Linked DNA regions of Mus musculus: regions 1 and 3 are each linked to region 2. A link is a contact called in public HiChIP or PLAC-seq and promoter capture Hi-C data. All regions are on one chromosome and are shown on one strand. Each heading gives the region's core, a stretch centred on a gene start, on an enhancer-like site or on the middle of the called end of the contact. The rest is flanking DNA. Distances are from core to core; before and after follow the strand shown.

Evidence for each region. Promoter capture Hi-C pulls out the DNA fragments that hold promoters and counts their contacts. HiChIP or PLAC-seq counts read pairs in DNA pulled down with a chosen protein or histone mark.
Region 1: a contact with region 2 is called in a promoter capture Hi-C map of pre-B cells, with 4 times the contacts expected there. The contact joins the promoter of Prelid3b here to the promoter of Cass4 in region 2. A contact is called at or near these places in 3 of 39 promoter capture datasets (liver, neutrophils and pre-B cells) and 2 of 115 datasets of contacts at active chromatin or transcription factors (pro-B cells and thymic regulatory T cells).
Region 3: an H3K27ac HiChIP or PLAC-seq map of bone marrow-derived dendritic cells shows a contact between it and region 2, with 9 times the contacts expected there. The contact joins the promoter of Ctsz here to the promoter of Cass4 in region 2. A contact is called at or near these places in 1 of 39 promoter capture datasets (pre-B cells), 1 of 484 Hi-C or Micro-C datasets (B cells) and 1 of 115 datasets of contacts at active chromatin or transcription factors (bone marrow-derived dendritic cells).

The regions. Positions count from the first base shown.
Region 1 is chr2:174,471,574-174,474,345 of GRCm38.p6, reverse strand. It overlaps Prelid3b (PRELI domain containing 3B), which reads left to right and starts at 1,405. Exons shown (of 6, transcript NM_025531.2): 1 at 1,405-1,514. The coding sequence starts at 1,483. It overlaps Gm38546 (a long non-coding RNA gene), which reads right to left and starts at 1,335. Exons shown (of 2, transcript XR_867090.2): 1 at 757-1,335; 2 at 237-532.
Region 2 is chr2:172,392,216-172,395,050 of GRCm38.p6, reverse strand. Cass4 (Cas scaffolding protein family member 4) reads right to left here and starts at 1,407. Exons shown (of 7, transcript NM_001080820.3): 1 at 1,046-1,407. The coding sequence starts at 1,081.
Region 3 is chr2:174,437,699-174,440,398 of GRCm38.p6, reverse strand. Ctsz (cathepsin Z) reads left to right here and starts at 1,360. Exons shown (of 6, transcript NM_022325.5): 1 at 1,360-1,649; 2 at 2,071-2,234. The coding sequence starts at 1,501.

The DNA.
Region 1 (2,772 bases), core at 156-2,655, 2.1 Mb before region 2:
CAGCACTAACTTCACATCTTAACAAAGGCTGGGGCCCTCTCAGCAGCCCTTAAAACATTATCTCCCCAAGAAATCACTCAAAGTACTGAATATATATATATATAATCCCCCAGGTAAAACAAATTACACTTAGCAGCTACCAACCATATTATTTCCTTCCTGTCTAATATAATTTTTCTATCTTTTAAAATATAAACTGCTTTGGCTATTTTAAAAAAAAAAATGATCCACCCTCCTAAATTAACCTGGCTTTATTTGTTTTTAACAATTGAACAAACTAGGGACAAAGGGTAATTCTAAGTAGCTCTTTAAGTACCGAGATGCAAAGATTTTCCTCCAACTGTCATTTCAAAAGGCAAATTGTTCTGTCGGGAGGCACAGGATGCGGGGAACAGGGTGCGCAGAGGTGGGAAGCTACACCTGAAACCCAAGCCAAGCAGTTCGTCCATCTTACCCGGCACATCTCTGAATAGAACCACATGCCATCCGCTCCTGCCCCCTCACTTCTTAGTCATTCTCTCACGAATGTCATCTGTAATTATTAGGTACAGGGAGGAAATCACTGAACAAGCCTAGCAAGAGCCTCACCCTCACGTGCCTACAGACTAGAAGTCAAGCAGATAAACTAAATGGCCTAATTAATTCATTCCTCAAATAACTATTTCATTTTCAATAACCTTTAAACCCCTGCTATCCAGAGGTGCTGAGTGCCATGATGGAGACAGGCCAGGGCTGGCTTTCTGGGGGATGACTTACAATGGGAGCTAACAGATAAACAAGATGACTCCAGAGTGGTAATTGCTGAGGAATATGTAACAGGAAGTTGTGGAGGCACAGGAGGGCGTGGGCATCACTGAGAAATGGTGATGGAGATGACCTATGACCGTAGAGCAATTGGTCCAGCCCTGTCTGGGTGGCCTGTTCCACCAAGGGTAACCAACCCTGGGCTGGCAAGGGCACGGGTGCTGATTGAAACCACCCCTGTCCCGCCACCCCACTGCTTAGATTGAAGAGGTGGGACTAACTCTCTAAGACCACACCACAAAACCGTACTCTGGCAAACGCCGCCAGGCTCAGCCACATCCAATGAGAACTTTAGACACATATCAGCAACCCGCCAAACCAGCCAAAAAGTCCCGCCGCCAAGGCCCGCGCATGCGTAGTGCGGCGCCGGCCGGCCGCCTCACTTTTCGGCTCTGCGCCGGCGCACTGAGCCTTCACGAAGGAGGGACTTGATTGCGCCGAGCATGGGGGGCGGGGCTTGGTTGCTCTGAGCCAAGAAGACTGGGCAGGACTGCGCCGCGGGGCGGAGCCAAACCCGGCTTGGCTAGGCCGCGGGATGGCACTTCCGGGCGTCCTAGCGCCTGGCTCGACGGCGCCTGCGCGCTGCGAGGCCGGCCGGCCGGGACGGGGCGGGGCCGGCGAACTTCTGTGCCTCACTGTCCCCGGACACTGAGGGACACCGGGCAGGCAGCTGGCACCATGAAGATCTGGACTTCGGAGCACGTCTTTGAGTGAGTGTGGGTGCGGCGCCCGCCTCCGGCGCCCTCGGGGAACTTCCTGGCGTCGGGTGTAGCGAGACAAGCGGAGCTCGGGACTCGGGGGGATCGCCAAGGTCACGACCCCGACCCGAGCTAGGGCTCCCTGTCCCCAGGCCTGGGAATTCCTCCCACACCGTCGCCACTGACGGAAGACAAGAGCGGGCCGTCGAGCCTGATCCGGAAGTGACTCCAGGGGTCACAGAGCACGAGGCCCGAGGGCTTCACAGGGTTTTGGGGTGTCCTGAGCGCCGACGTATCCAGGGTATCCTGGAGTTTCCTGACTGATACCTGACAGACTCACCGGGACCTGACTGAACCCCGACGGCTTGTGGTGGCTGGAGTGCCCTGACTGATACCTGACAGACTCACGGTGTCGTGGCTGAACCCCAGTGATGGCATGATGGCCTGAGTGACCTGGGTTGTTCTGACTGAAATCCCCCATGTTATAGCGCCCCTCACCCCCACGGACATCTAGAAAGCTGGCCACCCACGTGGAGTGTCTTCCTGTTGGTCTCAGCTCATGCTACCATGATGCCAAACATTGATGACAGTCAATCTGGAGAGCAGATCTCTTGATTTCTTGATCAAGATCTCTTGATCTAGAGACCAGGGCCTGCTCTTGCAGATAATTTGTCACCTCTGTTTCCTATTCCTCTCAGCCATGACAGCTGACTGATAGCCAGTGTCTGCTATCACATCCAGTCACAGCTTTATGGTTCTCTGAACTTATAGTGGGAAACAGGATCAGAGTCAGTGGGGTGTTGGGAATTATACCACCCAGGTTCATGGTGCCACACACAAGAACAACAGAGCTTTCTACCTAAATAACTGGTTTACGCCTTGTTCCAGCCCTCCTTTCTGACTGATTTATTGTGCTCTATTCTACAATGTCATCTTGTCATAGTTATTGTTGACTTACATCCGAAACCACTTCCAGATGATCTGAGCTCCTTCACTCACTTGGCCAATGTTGCCACACTGTTTTAATAGTATAGCTTTATGGTGCCTTTTAATCTACAAATGCCAATCCTGATTACTGAGGGTAATTGTAAAAGAAGTTTTACATAGTAGATCATATCTGAGTACCTGCTGTGTCCCAGAAAGGACAAACTACTAGAACTAGAAGGGACTCTCAACGTTTGTACCACTTCTGGGACTGAGGGGCTGTGGTCCTTAGGATGCTGTCTGTTTCAGAACAAGGGGTTCTGGACCCCAGTCCTCTTCTACATCT
Region 2 (2,835 bases), core at 158-2,657:
CGCCCAACACTTGTTACTATCACAATGACAAGCAACATTTAATTCCGGCAAGCAGCCTCCCATTTAGCAACTGTTTCATGGCTCTTTTGTATCTACCATTCTATCACATTTTGAAAGAATAGGAGGGGACAGAAAAGCAACGACTGTGAGCTTCACTTTCCTTGTGATCTCTCCTCCTTCTCCCCAAGCCCCCGCATACAGTATGGGTGTGTGAAACCCAAAAGTTGATGTCACAATGTCCTTCTCCATCACCCACCCACTTTATTTGTGTGTGTGTGTGTGTGTGTGTGTGTGTGTGTGTGTGTGTGTGTGTGTGGAGTTGGAGTTGCTTGTCTTAGGGATGCTGGCCAGAGAACTACAGGGACCTTGCTGTCACCTCCTTGCCGTCTCTGGGGTTACAGGTACACGCTTTCATGCCTGTTTTTTTTGTTTGTTTTTGTTTTTTGTTTTTTGTTTTTTTATGTGGGTACTGGGTACTGAATTCAGGTCCTTATGCCTGTATTGCAAGTACCATCGTCACATCTCAGGCTCCAGTGCCCTTCTTGGGTTAGCAGTGTGCCATGCTATACATATGCTATAGGACCGTCTCTTGGTTCCTGGCCCAGACTTGCAGTTTGTACCAGAGTTCCAGTCCCCAGCGCCCAAAGGAACACGAAGGCAGTTCATGGGTGTCCTTATTGGAGTTAGCAAGAGTAGAGCCAAGGTCTAAGCTCTCTCTATTCAAGAGAAGTGAGTGCCCCAAGCCAGTCAGAATCCTTGAGAGCCACACTAAGCACCTTCAGGATGCAGAGAAAGAGAGAATGTTTAAGAAGTTTGCTGAGTGGTGAAGAGACACACAGTGGGGGCTTGGGCTGTCTGCCTCCTGCCGATTTCACCCCATCATTTCCAGTCATCTTGAAACCAACAACTGGTAAAGAGCAAAGCTTTCTCATTCCAAACCTGCCTGCCACTAATAACCTACCCTTCGTGTTCATTAGAGACCCAAAGATAAAAACAGTTGAGTCAACTGTTGCTCTCATGCACTCAGCCCCAATCAGTCACTCACCTTGGGCGCACCCTCTCTGATGCTGGTGCCTCTCATGGCTGTGATGTGAGCAGGGTCCTCGGAGTTCTGCCGCTGATATATCTGGTTCCAGGGACCAATGATGCAATATCACTGCATGCTGCTGGCTGGTTCCCAGGAGCTGGATTCTATGGAACTGTTTGCCAACACATGGAAACAGTCGAGATGATTCTTTCAAGTAAAGAGAGTCAAATGAAAGGAACGGGGGAGGCGGGGCCAGAGCTTCAGGCCACACCCACGCCTCCATGCCTGCTGTCCCACTTCATGGTAAGTGGAGGCTGACACTCCTTTGCTGTGTGAAACCACAAAAGAAGAAGAAGGAGAAAAAAAAAAAAAAAAAAAAACCCACCCTTCTGCTTTACAAGGTGAAGTTCCTACTTTGAGCAGCCCAGCGTAGGATCACACCGCATTCTTGTCCCTTGAAGACTAATGGAACAATTCCCACCCAGCGAGGCAACACATTTCCATGATGAAGCAAAGCTGCTGGACTTCCGCTGAGGGTCAGCATGTCTTCCTTCCTGTCCCCTGCGGTGTGACAGCTGGGGTAACAGGAGTAAACTGCCCTGCTCTGAACCCCACGTTTTCTACACCTTCACTCCAATTCTCCGTGGTTATATTTTAGCGGGCGCTGCTGAGAGCACCAGATACTGCCCCACACTTGGCTCTTTGTGTCAAGCGAGTGCTCTGAACTCATGAAGTGGAGTCCTCACGACTTCCCAAGTTTAAAGTTTCCCTCAACTCAGACCCAATATCCAGAGAGGAGCCACGGAGTACAAAAAAAAAAAAACCAAAAAACAAACAAAACCAAAACCAAAAACAAACAAACAAACAAACAACCCCAAAAAAACCAAACAAACAAATAAGAAAACAAAACAAAAACCCAAAACTAGCTTAGGCTTCATTTCATTTCAGCATAAGGGTCCCCTCTTCTAAGCAGCTCCTCCCAGCTCCCCTGGGATTCGATCTGTAGACCAGGCTGGCCTTAAACTCACCAAGACCCACCTATTTTTGCCTCCCAGGTGTGAGATTTAAAAAGCATGCCATAGCCAGACCACGGTGGCACTCTCCTTTGATACCAGCACTCCCAGAAAGCAGAGGCTGGCTAATCTCAGTGAGTTTAATGATAGCCTGACTTACAAAGTAAGTTTGGGGCCAGCCCCGAACTCAAAGTGGAAAAAAAAAGTAAATTTAAAAAAATTGAACCAGTGAGATGGTTCAGTGGGTGAAGCTGTCAGCTGCTAAGCTGAAAACTTGTTGGAGTTATTGGAATTACACGGTGGGAGAAGAGGACTCCTGCAAGCTGTCTTTCTGACCTCTGCATGCATACTGCCACTCGTGTGCATACTTCCCTCCCCAGATAAAATAAATGCAATCAAAACAAGCAAACAGATAGAATGCTGTCTCTATTTTAAATGGTCTTTAAGGAACCAGTGATCAGCAATCTGCAGGCGACAGTAGCGAAAGGGGGTGACAATGACTAGACAGGATGAACAGGCTCTAGACAAATGTAGAACCGGGCATGCTCCCACCCCCACATCTACAGTGCTGAGACAGGAGAACAGCTGCGACTTTAAGGCTGTTCTGGGCCACCTCAGAGTTCTAGGCCAGTCTGGACTACGGTGTGAATCTGTCTTAGCAAATAGAAGTAGCTGTCAGCCACATGCTCCCTGCCAAAGTCCACAGGGAAGAAGTAGTAATTTCCAGAAGGCTTTTCACAAGAGAGACACATTCTGAAAAGGGTGGGGTGCGTCAGATCAGAGGCAGTGCGAGCT
Region 3 (2,700 bases), core at 111-2,610, 2.0 Mb before region 2:
ATTGAACTTGGGACCGTGAGCACACTGAGTACACACTCTCCCGATAAACGCTGCTGCCCTATTGTGCTCTTCACTAGACCTTGCCTGTGGGATGCCATAGAATCGCCAAGACCAATTGTCCCCTTCCTGCGAGAGAGAGCCCATGTGGAACCCACGTGGGAGGCGACACTCCCCCAGAGTGGACCGAAGGGCTCTAAGGTCAATGCATGGTCACTACTGGGGAGAACTGGCTTAGGGAACTCAGGTCTCTGCCTGGGCCTTGGGAGGCCCTCATTCCTACCAGGCTACTTACCACCCAGCAGAAGGGAGAGGTTGCCATGACCCCCCAGGATGAAAGATTTCAACATACAGATGCCAGTGTTCATTTGCCTCCGTGACTACTTTATAGCAACAGGGAACAAAACTCTTGCGTTGTTAAGGGTAGCCCCAAGTTTGCTTCTGAGGTCTTGTTCTGCTCTCTGACAGGAGGTATCCAGCAGGCTTTTGAGTCTTGTTGGAATCCTGGGTGATCTGGAAAGGCAGGCAGCAAGACAGCCATTATGATTTCTGACTGCCCCTATCCACAGACAGAGGAATGGCTGTAGCCCCACTGGCCATCGCGCATCAGGAATCTCACACCCACCACCTGGAGAGAGCCTGAGATAAAACACCAGGGGATGTTTCTTACAGAAGAAGAGATAGCTTTGTGGCCTGGGACTGCTGACAATAGCTCACGGGGCACAGGGGGAAGGGGAAATTCTCCCATTACGAAACCTAGGCTGGCCAGGTCCCACTTCTTTCTCAGTTCCTCATCTTGGAAGAGTCTGGTTAGCAGGGACCCTTTCCAGAACCCCAGGGACTCACGATATATGTGCCAAGTGAAAAAAAAGAAAAAAAAGAAAAAAGAAAAGAGTAATCCTGGAAGGATCCTTCTCTGTGAAGGAGAGCTGTCTCTTCAGGAAAAGCCTGGGTCTTGGGGGGTGGAGAGGAGGGGCTCAGAAAGCCAGGCTAGAGTCCAATGCTGGGTATGACCCACACCTTCTTCCAGCCTCAGGATATCTCTGTGCGCTCCTAGGGAGACCTAACCTAATGGGACACTGCACCACACTCCAGAGCAGAGAAACAAAAGAATCTGGGCTGAGTGGGCCAATGGAAGCCTGCTGAGCCCTACCCTGCTCCAGGATGCCTGGGTCTCTGAATAGTAAACTTAAGTTTTGCTGTCAGTCCGTGTTATCACAATGGCTGGTGGCACTGTCAGGTCTGGGGTCTGGTTGTGTGACCCCAGGTTCTGCTGATCCGGTTGTTTGATTCCTAGTGAGGCAGATTATCTCCTGGGGGCTGCCGAGCGGGGCGGGGCGGGGGCAGGAGCAGCGGGGAAGGCCCCGCCCTCGGGGTGTGTCCAACTTGGGCGCCTCCTAAAGGACCGGGCGGGGCGTCCCGAGCGCGTGGGCCTGCGGGTCGGGTCAAGAGGTCGAAGGTGCTGCGCGTGATCCAGGATCCGAATTGGCCCGGAGCAGGAGCATGGCGTCGTCGGGGTCGGTGCAGCAGCTGCCCCTGGTGCTGCTGATGTTGCTGTTGGCGAGTGCGGCACGGGCCAGACTCTACTTCCGCTCGGGCCAGACTTGCTACCATCCCATTCGCGGGGACCAGCTGGCTCTGCTGGGGCGCAGGTGGGCGCGGGGCTGTGCCTAGGGAGGAAAAGGGTCAACTTCTAGGCCAGGCGCGCACCCCCTGACACTTGGGACCTTGCCCCATCCTCCCTCATTAGGCCTGGGAAGCACAAATCCCATCCCTTCCTTTTGGGATGATTTTCACATCCGGGGAGCTCTGGGGTTTGCTGGTTTGGGCAGTTCTCGCCTCTACTGCCTTTGTTAGTGAGCATTAGCGTATTTCGGAGATGCTCTGTCACATTCAGCTTCCAATAGTCCTGGGTTCTGCTGGTGGCTCTTCTGGGTCAAGTTCTGAACCGACCACAGTTTGGGAAGAAGGCCAACAGGAGAAATGACTGGATTTGTGGCCCTGGTGGGGGTAGGGAGAGGGGAGGCCCTATGCGTTCCAGAGTTGGTTTCCATTGCCATGATGTCCTCCCAGGACTTATCCTCGGCCGCATGAGTACCTGTCCCCAGCGGATCTCCCCAAGAATTGGGACTGGAGAAATGTGAACGGTGTCAACTATGCCAGCGTCACCAGGAACCAGCACATCCCACAGTACTGTGGTTCCTGCTGGGCCCACGGCAGCACCAGTGCCATGGCAGGTAGGTGGCCTGGCGCTCCATGCTAAGCCTAGGGCAGGGCCAGTATCTTGGCCAGGTGGGTGGCTGCACTTCACCATCCAATCTACCTTTAGGTGAGCCATGATAGCCATAGCCCGGGGCTACAGGGGCCCATGGCCCTGTACCATGATTCAGACTTGGATTTCCCCTCAGCCAGAGTGAGGTGGCTGTGTCATTCTGGAGTTCTCTCCTGTGGGCCTACTAGGGCCTCTGTGGGACAGGCTTGGGCTGGAATCTGGTGACAAGTGGCTCCCAGGAACCTTCCCTTCCTCAGAACTTGTGACTTCAGCCATTGAGAACCATGGGACCGGTGTTGCAAAATCACTGAGTTCACAGTTGGTTTGTGGGGCGTGGAAGTGAAACTGCTTCTCAGTAGCAGCTGGCATTTGAGGTGAACATGTTCCCCAGTACGAAATGGCCCCCCCAGCTCTCTTCTTCGAACCTTAGC